2 separate regions of the Lactuca sativa genome follow, and region 1 is linked to region 2. Evidence: chromatin contacts called from public Hi-C data. All regions are on one chromosome and are shown on one strand. Each heading gives the region's core, a stretch centred on a gene start, on an enhancer-like site or on the middle of the called end of the contact. The rest is flanking DNA. Distances are from core to core; before and after follow the strand shown. Region 1 holds the start of LOC111903713 (zinc finger CCCH domain-containing protein 19). Region 2 holds the start of LOC111903715 (kinesin-like protein KIN-7E).

What was found. Hi-C and Micro-C count contacts between places; a contact is called where the count stands out from the background.
Region 1: a contact with region 2 is called in a Hi-C map of leaf, with 5 times the contacts expected there. The contact joins the promoter of LOC111903713 here to the promoter of LOC111903715 in region 2. A contact is called at or near these places in 2 of 4 Hi-C or Micro-C datasets (both in leaf).

What each region holds. Positions count from the first base shown.
Region 1 is chr8:215,852,743-215,858,668 of Lsat_Salinas_v11, reverse strand. It overlaps LOC111903713 (zinc finger CCCH domain-containing protein 19), which reads right to left and starts at 3,178. Exons shown (of 10, transcript XM_023899462.2): 1 at 1,738-3,178; 2 at 1,561-1,640; 3 at 1,089-1,270; 4 at 68-878. The coding sequence starts at 3,065.
Region 2 is chr8:214,910,526-214,915,768 of Lsat_Salinas_v11, reverse strand. It overlaps LOC111903715 (kinesin-like protein KIN-7E), which reads left to right and starts at 1,639. Exons shown (of 14, transcript XM_023899466.3): 1 at 1,639-1,768; 2 at 2,591-2,977; 3 at 3,589-3,678; 4 at 3,755-3,855; 5 at 4,017-4,130; 6 at 4,225-4,306; 7 at 4,390-4,457; 8 at 4,563-4,628; 9 at 4,760-4,884. The coding sequence starts at 2,764.

The sequences.
Region 1 (5,926 bases), core at 1,929-4,428, 940 kb before region 2:
ACTACTAATAGAAAGAAATGAAAGTAATATGCAATTATAAACAAATCAAATGAAATAAAAAAAATACCTGTGACTTGCACCAATCTATATATATCCTGATTCTTATTAGCTCCAGAGACTCTTATTCTAACAAAAGTTCCAACAATTTTGTGATGAAACATTTCCATATCATCAAGTAAATCTTCCACCAGCTTCCTCCTTAAATAGATCAAATTTATATTATGAATGTCAATTGTAGCATAATCGTCACGATTGGTTTGTGGTTCTTTTTTATCCCCTTTCTTCCTCCCTTTCCTTTTCTTATCTTTCTGATCTTTTCCTAGGGTTTCATTAGTTTCATCATCATCAACAACACTGCCCTGAAAATCATCTACCTGAGAATCTTCTTTTGTCAAAAAGTGAGATTCTAGAAGCTTCAACATTTCAATATGTGCCACACGTGGTTTCCCAAAAAGGGTTTCGAGTCTTGTGTCACAAATGATTTGACTTTTTTTATTTGGGTCACGAAGTTTGTTTCTTTTTATGTATTCGAGTAAAAGATCTTGAACTTCATATTGAGATATAACAGAACTATCACCGTTTTTCATGTGGGTTATGAATTCAAGAAGTTCTTTTGATACCCATTCAGGGGCAGAATCGTCAGAAATAGCATCGGATTTTTGCTTCTTTGTTTGTCTTCTTGTCTTTCTTGCACTTGGGTTCTCGGGTGGATTGTCTGAATTACCCTCGTCTTTAACATCAGATTGTGTGATTGAAGATTCTTGTTTTTTAGCTTGGATGAGTTCGGATAAAGATAAGTCATGTTTGGCTTTTGTTTCAGTCCAATAATCCTTGAAAAGATACTCCCAGCTACTCTCATCATCAAAGTTTGCATTTTCCTACAGAATATGGAGAGAAATCAGAAAAACCAAGGGGTAGTTTGGTCATTATCCAAGAAAGCTTGTATCTTTTTATGTTATTTCAAATAGCAAACCAAAAGGGCATCATCATGTGATCTCAATAAAAAGAAATCTTGTATCTTTTTATCTTTTTATTGATTATAATCAAATACCCAAAAAAGAAGAGTTAAAATTGAGCATACTGCATACCTGATTTTCTGGATTTTCAATTAACATCACAGTTCTCATGCAAGCTTCACATAAGCCTTTCTTCTCTTTCTCTCTAACACATAACATATCAGAGGTTTTAATGCATGATTTGCACACTGAATATGTGCAGGTATAGCACATGTACTCAGCCTTTTTCTCACAGATACTACACAGATGCCAGCCTGGATTCAGAGGTAAAAACAGAATTAAAAAATGGTTAAATTATTTTAGATACAAACATCAAATCCAAAGCCCTTCTTGAAGCATATCCCTCAAAAAAGTAAAGATCTTTTAACACTGTCTTCTAGAGACATTATCCACCAATCTATTTGACTTCTTTAATAGCTATTACTGACAAGGTTATCGCCTAATCTCAAAAGTATAAACAAGGTAACAAGTCTCTCGTTTATATTGATGATATATGACATGAACACAAATGTATGCTAACCGCATAACGAATAGAAAAACTCACCACAATTCCAACTACCCTTAGATTGGAAGAAGGCCTCATCCCGATTAACACAAGAAGGATGATAAGCTTTAGGGCAATTCCTGAAGAAAAAGAAAAACAAACAACATAACATTAAGAGCTCAATACGATTAATTCAATCCCTGTAAACCCAAATGAATCATCAATTACCACACTCACCGCCTGTCACACAGCACAAGATTTCCACCATCAAAGCAAATGAAGCAAACATCCTCCTCCATTGTTTTCTTTGTGGTGGTTTTTGAGAGCTTTCCTCCTCTTTTCCGTTTTCCTCCACTATCTTTCTTAGATGACTCTGGCAACTCAGGTTCTGTCTCAATATCTGCTTCTTGGACTTTCTCTTCATCTTCTAAGTTTATTTCTTCTTCGGTCTCCATTTCTGTATCTAAGGATTTCACAGACTCCATTTCAATGTCTAAAGATTTCTCAGTCTCTATGTCGGTATCTAAGGATTTCTCTTCATCTTCCTCCATGGGTTCTTCCTCCTCATTTTCCCCAACACCATCAACTGTCTCCTCATTTGCCACTGATGCTTCCTCCTGCTGATCTTCTCTAACATCTTCATCTGAAACATTATCTTCTTCCTTAACAATTTCTGGAACAACTGGTTCTTCTGCCACTGCTTCATCTTCTTGGAGATTATCAATGTTTTCAATCTGCGCATCTCCATGACCATCGTTTTTAACATCAGAACCGACCATTCCCTGAACATTCTCAACATCTTCCGATCGGACATTGAGACCACCATCGTTTTTAGATTGATCTGTCATTTCATCTCCTCCATCGTTATGAACAAGAACAACAGGCGACGAGAGAACACCTCCATCATCACCGACTTTCAACACCTCAGCGTCTTCCTCCTCTTTCACCGTCTCCTTCTCATCTTCAGGTTTGCCTTCCATTCCTACCATAATCTCGTTACCTTCATTCTCATCTTTCTCGGTCTCCAAAAATTCACCGACATTGGTATCATCACCGTCATTTCCCACCATTTCCTCTACCACCTCCGGATCACCAATCCGCTCAACCACAGCCTCCCCTCCCTCATCTCCGCCATCTTTAACCGCATACGTCAACTCACTGCCACCACACTCCACCGCTGCCACGTCAATTTCTTTGACGGCACCATCATCCGCGTCCTTGGAGTCTTGCACTACGCTCATCGACACAACAACAACCGAATTATCACCACCACCGCTCAATGCCGCAACCGACTCCGAGTTCCGGCAGTGAACAGGCTCCTCTACTTTTTCCCCCGCCGCTGCCGAAACGAATGCCTCCGAGCCCTCAGATTTAGGAACAGAAACAGAGGAGTCCTTTTCTTCTTGACTGTTTGATTCGGGTGCCAAATTCGATAGCTGTTTTTCAGATTGTTTATCAATACTAGTAGTATTTTCTAACAAGATTTCACTGATTACGGTTGTTGTTGTTTCTGCTGCTATAGATTCTTGAAGGTGATTTGAGGTGGTTTCTTCTTCAACCTCCATAGCTAAAATCCCGTAAAACCCTAACCCTAAGTTTATTTTTCTTTATACAGATATAATCATATAATCATGGAATGTTATGTGAGGAGTGGGAGGATCGTGATTTTGGACGCCATCTCAAACCCCTGCATTAGAAATTATATAAAAATCAAATTTTTTATTTATTTATTTCAATCATGATTTATTTCAAAAATCAAAAATTATATCTTTTTATGTTTATGTTAGGTATGATATTGTATGTGAATATAGTTGTAGAAATGGCAGTTGAATACAATTATAATATTGTTTATATTTTTTGTATAAAATTTTGTTTCATATATAAAGACTGAAGTAAAATAAACAACAAAATAATCAAGCGGATGTTTTCGATTTATATGAAGACGATAATAATATGTTTACAAGATGCAATATTAATCAACTCGACTAACGAGAGAGATAACTTATATATTTTAAAAACAAAGTCTTGACATATAATATAATGTTTTTTCTCTATTTTATGCTAAGAAAATGAATACATGATTTGCAAAACACTCTATGAAGATCGATGCTAAGAAAGGATGGTTGGAAATTGTTAATTTCTATAAACTAATGTTGTTAATAGGACATTTGGTGATCTTGTAACATCTAAGCAAGAAACATCAACGGTTGGACTAAACTTTACTACCGTATCTCAATGTGAGTAACTTGTTATGTTTGAACCTTCTTGAAATACATATGCACATGTTCTAAACATGGAAAAGTCCATGCATCGTGTATATGAATGCTCATAGTGAAGTCAATGATAGATCATGGAGGGTAAGTTTATGACGGATTGCAATAAACTACTTAGATTGGTAGCTTAATTTAGAATGATTGAAGGTAGATGATTATGAAATATGTAACCTAGTGCAAGATAATATAATATCATACACATGTATATACGTAGATGCTTTTAAATGGAAACCTTTTGTTATCATTAGTGTTGCTTTTGAAAAAGGTACCAATTATGAAAGATAGTGCTTTATATGTGTTATACCAAGTGGTGGACAAAGTGTTCATGTTAATTTGATTAAGCTTTCAACCACATATAACAAAGGAAAGAGTTTATAATAGTATTCATGCAAGTAACTATGTCAGAGTTATTTGATTAAACTTTCATGAGAATCAAATGGTGTGGTTATTCTAATTATGGAATCATGATAATCAAATGATATGACTATTTTAACTGTGGTAATCTTTCGTGATAATAAAATAATAGGATTGTTCTAGTCGTTATAAGCTTTCATGATAATCAACCGATATGGTTACCCTAATTATGGTTAGCTTTCATGATAGTTGGATGGTAGGGCTTCCCAGGTATGGTAAGCCTTATAAAATAATGTGATCGTTCTAATTGTGATAAGCTTTCATGGTAATCAACTGATATGACTACCGTACTTGTGGTTAGCTGTCGTGATAGTTGAATAGTAGGGTTTCCTAATTATGGTAAGCCTTGTAAAATAATGAGACTATTCTAATCATGGTAAGCTTTCATGATAATCAACCGGTATAGCAACCTTAATTGTGGTTAACTTTCATGATAGTTGAATAATGGAGCTTCCCGAATATGGTAAGGCTTCATGATTGTTGTCTTGGGCCTATCAGAGTAAAATATAGGACATTGCATGTGTTTGGGAAATGACTTGCTTAACATATAACTTGTTTTAAAATTGATGTTATCTTGGGATTATATTATGATAATTTAATGATGTATTATGGGTAAAATCTTATGTTAGTTACTCGCTAAACTTTGTTTAGAATAGATGATTTTGTAATGATGCAAGCCGATTTTGTTAGTGGATAGTTTTGTGTTAATGATATATAATATATCAATTATCAGAATGAAATACACCTTAATTTATAAACAATGTTTCAAAATGGAGAATTATTGGTTTCGGGTGTTACATTAATGTATTTAACTTTATATTGCATCGATATAAAATTTTGATATTTAATTTTAAAAAATTATTTAGTTTTATCAAATTTTGAATATATTCATTAATAAGACATGATTTTTTCAAAGCAAAACTAAAAAGGTCTGTTAGATAATAGTTAACTTTGATGCTACACATGTTAAAATAATTAACCATACAAATAATGACATTAAATTCCATTTAATTCATTTTATTTAATGGAAAATAAATTTTTTAACGAAATTAATGTCATATTATTTTTGTTAATTCCGTTTAATATAACATTAATTTTGTTTAATTCATTTTATATAAATATTTAAAATACTTTCATTTTCTATTAAATAAAATGAATTAAACGAAATTATTGTCATACTGTTTATATGGTTAATTATCTTAGCACTAATAACAACATAGTAAAGTATTAGCTAACGGTCTTTTTTATTATTATATTTTGTTGAAAAGTTTTTGTATTATTAAGGAATATATTCAAAATTTGATAAAACTAAATAATTTTTTAAAATTAAATATCAAAATTTTATATCGAAACAATATAAAATTTATTGCATCTATATTATGAAATCAAAACCAAAATATATTTTTATCTTTAACTCAAAACCACATACTTGTATTTTTAAAATAAAATAGCAACATACTATTATTTCTATAATAACGTATTTTTTGTAATAAAAAAAATGATACGGCTACTTTAATTGTGGCAATATTTTGTGATAATAAAATAATGGGGTTGTTCTAATCGTGGTTAACTTTCATGTTAATCAAACCAATATGGTTACCCTAATTGTTGTTGGCTTAGATGGTAGGGCTTCATAAATATGGTAAGCCTTATAAAATAATGGGACCGTTCAAATTGTGATAAGTTTTCATGGTAATCAACTGATATGACTACCCTACTTGTGGTTAGCTGTCGTGATA
Region 2 (5,243 bases), core at 390-2,889:
CTTGGATATCAGACCATGTGGGGGATCCCATGTCATTCCAAGTAAGACCCTAGGGGAGCCCACGATATCCTGGAGTAAGACCCTGAAGGGAGTCCACGACATCCGTATATGTTGTATGCATGGCTTGTAAGGTTAATATGGTTTTATGATTATGTAGATTGTGTGGGGTATGTTATCGGGAACCCACTAATTACTATTTTAAATGAAAAAATTTTATTTGATAATTTAGGTTGTGTTACATATCCACCGTTTCTTCAATTGATGTCAAATGCGCGATTACTGATTTACTACTAGGAAATACAATACTGATTAACTTTCAACTCATCAGTGGTTAATCGTGTTTCAATTTTGGCCAATAGGAAGAGGTGTGATTTGGATGTAAACAGTCAATTACAAAACAAATTAGTTTTGATTTATCTTGTTTCAGTTTTGGTTTTAGAATATGTTTTCTTTCAAGGAATCCCATAAAGATGACAAGTAATTTCACTTGATGAGGTTAATTCATCTCAACTTTATGAAAATTAGAAAAAAAAAAGATGTTTGTTTGTCTCAACTTGATCAGATTAATCAACGACGTGGCTTGAAAGAAGTAGTTTAGCGTTGATTGTTTCATTGGTAATTTCGTGATTTAGGTGTGGTCAACTTGTTGATTCAAGTAGAACCTCTTGTTGGAATCCTTACATTCTTTCATGCAAAAGTGGTTTTCCATGTATCACATGTTGGAATGGTGGCAGTTGGATCTAGTCTTTCATATATAGAATTATTTTTGTTATTTTTGTTTATTGACTTTGTAATTATCTATATTAAGTTGGATTTTGTATGATATATTGTATATTTTGCATAAATATTCATCAATTATATTCATATATTTTATCAAATCGACACATTTTATATGTTACAAAATAAAAAAAGATGGTAAAATGGTCACTTTCAGCAGTCAACACAAACTAGTCAGATGTCCCATGGTTTCAGTCAAATAGTCAAATCAGATAGTCCAGACCTAGTTACACTGACTCAGTCAAATATGTAATCAAACAACATGATTTCATGGGATGCATATGCTTTATAAAATTCGGTTTTTTTTTCTCGATTTTTACATTCATAGAAACGAAACAAAGCCGGACCCAAACCCTAGATTTTGATTTTGTCTATTCTTTTTGATTAATCAGTTTTCAAAAACTCTTCTGTGTTTTCTCAATTTTACTCCTAATTAAACATATTCTAATTTATAACAAAATTAGTTTATGGTAAAACAACAAAGGTATAACTACTCATGCATGTTTGCAACTACCTATGAATAACATACCATAAATGAAAAGGCATATGGAGGTTATGCATTGTCTAGTTGTACGTGGACCCAATAGTACCAATCAACGGAAAAATTCTCGTGCCTTGAAAAATCTCAAGTCTAACGGTGTCTTGAACACACACATTAATAAATTCACCGAAATTCTGCAAGTCACGTGACTCCAAAAATAAAAAAATAATCCAAAAAAAAAGTAGACGTTAAGCAAAGGAAAATACCTGTTACCAAGGATATAATAGTATAATCCATAACAGATATGCTTCACATACTTGTACTTCACGCATTAAAAGTTGTATATAGCTATACATTTAACTTTTCAGCTCTGAAGAAATACGTAGTAGACCAAGTAGAATCTTATTAAACTATTTCACAGACAAAACCCAGATGAAAAATCGATGATCTGAGCTTCTTAGAGAGAGAGAGAGAGAGAGAGAGAGAGAGAGAGCGGTTGCTGCTAAGAAGGTAAATGCAGAACAAGGCTTCTGTGCGTTTTCTTTTTATGAAATCACGGAGATCGTGGGGGGTTATTTTGTTATTAATTTATATTTTTTTCGATTTCTAGATGATATTTTTTTGTTTTATTGTTGGAATTTTAAAAGAAAGTTTATACCAAATCAGATTTTGAGCTGTTTCCGAGTTGCAGGGTAATTCAAGCATTTAATTATCTGTTTCGATTCAAATCCCTGTTTTCTTGCTTATATTGTTAGTTTATTTATTATTTATCTGGGTTTATCGTGAAGTACAGTTTATTCGAAGCTTCATCTCTGATTCCTTCACTATTTTTTCAGTTAATCTGGGAAAAACTTGTCGAATCGCTTTTACATTTGTAGGTTTTTTGTAAATTACAGTTTACTTTGAAGAACAGAAGCTTAATCCGCCAAAAAAGATCTCGAATGTGAGTTTTTTTATATGGATTTTTGGTGTAAACTTCACTTCGCGTTAGGGACCCACCATTGCTGAAAATTCCAAGCTTTTACCTGCTTTCTTTATTTGAATTAAAGAAAAAAAAACCAGTTTACTTAGTTTTCAAGAATTGTAGGGTCCTCTTAAACAAACAGATCTCTGTTGTGTGGACTTCAACAAACGAGATTTTTAGTTTCTTTTCTTTTTTTTTTCTTCTTCTTTCTTTGTTTCAAGCTTGGGAATAAAGATTAAGCAAAGTTCTTAATCACCCAACAAACCCATGATTAGTGTTTTAAAACCCCTTTTTATAGTTTGGATCTATGTGTTATTTGTTTAATAGTTATTAAACAATCCTAAAAAAACTCGCTTTTCTATATGCAGATATAAGTGAAGCGATGACATGTGGGTCAAGTGTTGGTGCTTTCTCCCTTTTGGGCAAAGCAGAAACAACAACTCTGTTTTTAACATCTTAACTGTTATCGCATCATTTAGGGTTTTGAAAAATGAGAGATTTTGCTTGATTTGTGGGGTTTAGAAGAGGGATTTTGATAAAAATGGGGGCAATTGGAGGAGAAGAGTTGTTGAATTGGGAGAAAATGGATAATGGAAGAGAGGAGAAGATTCTTGTTTTGGTGAGATTGAGGCCTTTGAATGATAAAGAAATTTCAAGAAATGATGTTTCAGATTGGGAGTGTATCAATGATACAACGATTCTTTTTAGGAATAGTTTGCAGGAAAGATCCATGTTCCCTACTGCATATTCATTTGGTAAGTTGATTCTTTTTCATTTTTTAGTTAATTTATTTAGTAAATACTTTAAAAAGTTTGAAATTTTATAGAGTCCATTTGATATGATATAAGCTTTTGAATCTAATTGGTTTCCGATCTTGCAAATATTGCAATTTACAAAGGTTAGTAGATTTATAGTTGTCTTCATAAGTGTATTTTCTTGATTTTTTGGATTATAATCTCTTTTAGGGAAAGTTTTGAATCTAATTAGTTTTTGATCTTGAAATTCAAATTGGTTGGTGGTAGATTCATAATAGTTTCATTGTTGCAAAGCCATATGATATGATATAAATTTTGGATCTACTTTGTTTTTTGATCCTTAAAATGATGCACTTTTACTTTGTTGATCATTATTCATTAGACTCAAATCTTTTAATAATGGTTAATCATATAAAGTTAAAGATTTACTTTAGCTTTTTCTAAACTAGTTTATATAAATGCAATAACCCAATAACTATCAACTTACTTTCATCTATTTGTTTATTATAGCATCCTACTTTCATTTTTTTTTTTTTCTAATTAAGCTATTAAAATATACATTTTAAATATTTTAAAAACTTTTCATTTTATTGGTTCTTGTTTGGAAACAGACAGAGTATTTAGTGGTGATGCAACAACTAGGCAAGTGTATGATGAAGGAGCTAAAGGGATTGCACTTTCGGTTGTTAGTGGCATCAATTGTAAGTCCAATTATGTTTATTGGTTGAAAAGTCAAAGTCAATGACACTCTTAACTAATGAATGTTTCCATTTTTAGCAAGTATTTTTGCATATGGGCAAACGAGTAGTGGAAAGACATACACAATGATGGGGATAACAGAGTACACTGTGGCCGATATATACGATTATATGCAAAAAGTATGAAACTTTATGATATACTTCCATTGATTTATTTATCATACTTCCTATTACAACATTATACTTTGACAATCTTTCTATTTATAGCAATGTCTTAATAAGAATAAAGTTGCTATATTGGATGTTTTGTTGATATAATGATTTATTTTTTGTTTGTGTAGCATGAAGAAAGGGCATTTGTTTTGAAATTTTCGGCTATAGAAATCTATAATGAAGCCATAAGAGACCTTTTAAGCACAGAAAATATTCCACTTAGGGTGTTAGATGATCCAGAGGTAATTTCATTTTCATTTTCATTTCATGTTCATTGACATTTGTAGTTTATTGAAGTATAAAAAATATTTGTTTATTTATTTTTATTTATCTCAGAAAGGGACAATCATAGAGAGACTCACAGAAGAAACTCTAAGGGATTGGAATCATCTCAAGCAACTATTATCTATTTGTGAAGGTACCCTCCATTTTAGTTTAACATTATTTATTTAGGGGCAAAATGGTCAATATTTACTAATTAGTCAATGCTGTTTTTTGCAGCTCAAAGAAAAGTGGGAGAGACATCTCTCAATGAAACAAGTTCAAGATCTCACCAAATCCTTAGATTGGTATATAAAAAAAAAAACATATTTTGTGAACTTTACACATAAAACACACACATAGTATGTGTGTTTTGTGAACTTTACACATGAGTGATTATTTGTTGTTTGCAGACGATTGAGAGTTCAGCTCGTGAGTTCATAGGGAAGGATAAGTCAACAAAACTAACAGCTAGTGTGGTATGGACTATGGAAACTATACTTTTCTTTAGATCATAAAACTTATAATATGAGAAGTTTAATAAAAAAAAATGGTATAAAGAAACACAATAGTGTGAAGAGTTTTATATAAATTAAATTATCATTTTCAGAACTTTGTTGATCTTGCTGGAAGTGAAAGAGCAGCTCAGGCATTATCTGTTGGACAAAGGTTGAAAGAAGGTTGCCATATAAATCGTAGCTTATTGACACTATCCACAGTCATAAGGAAACTAAGGTTTGTTTGTTTGCCTATTCCATTAAACTCAAAATCCATGAAAAACATCAAGAATATATTTCTTGAATTTAGTAATATATATATATATATATATATATATATATATATATATATATATATATATATATATATATATATATATAATAGAAAGAAACGAAAATAAAATGACATCTATAATTATTCAAGAATTTTGCAATATATAATACACAAAAAGCATTCCAAATAATTATTCAAGAAATAGACTTGTATTTGTTCCTAAAACATGTTATTAAAATAAAAGAAGTTGAGTTCTATAAAAGAAAAAAATGAAAGCACGTTTCTATAATAGAAAGAAACGAAAATAAAATGACATCTATAAT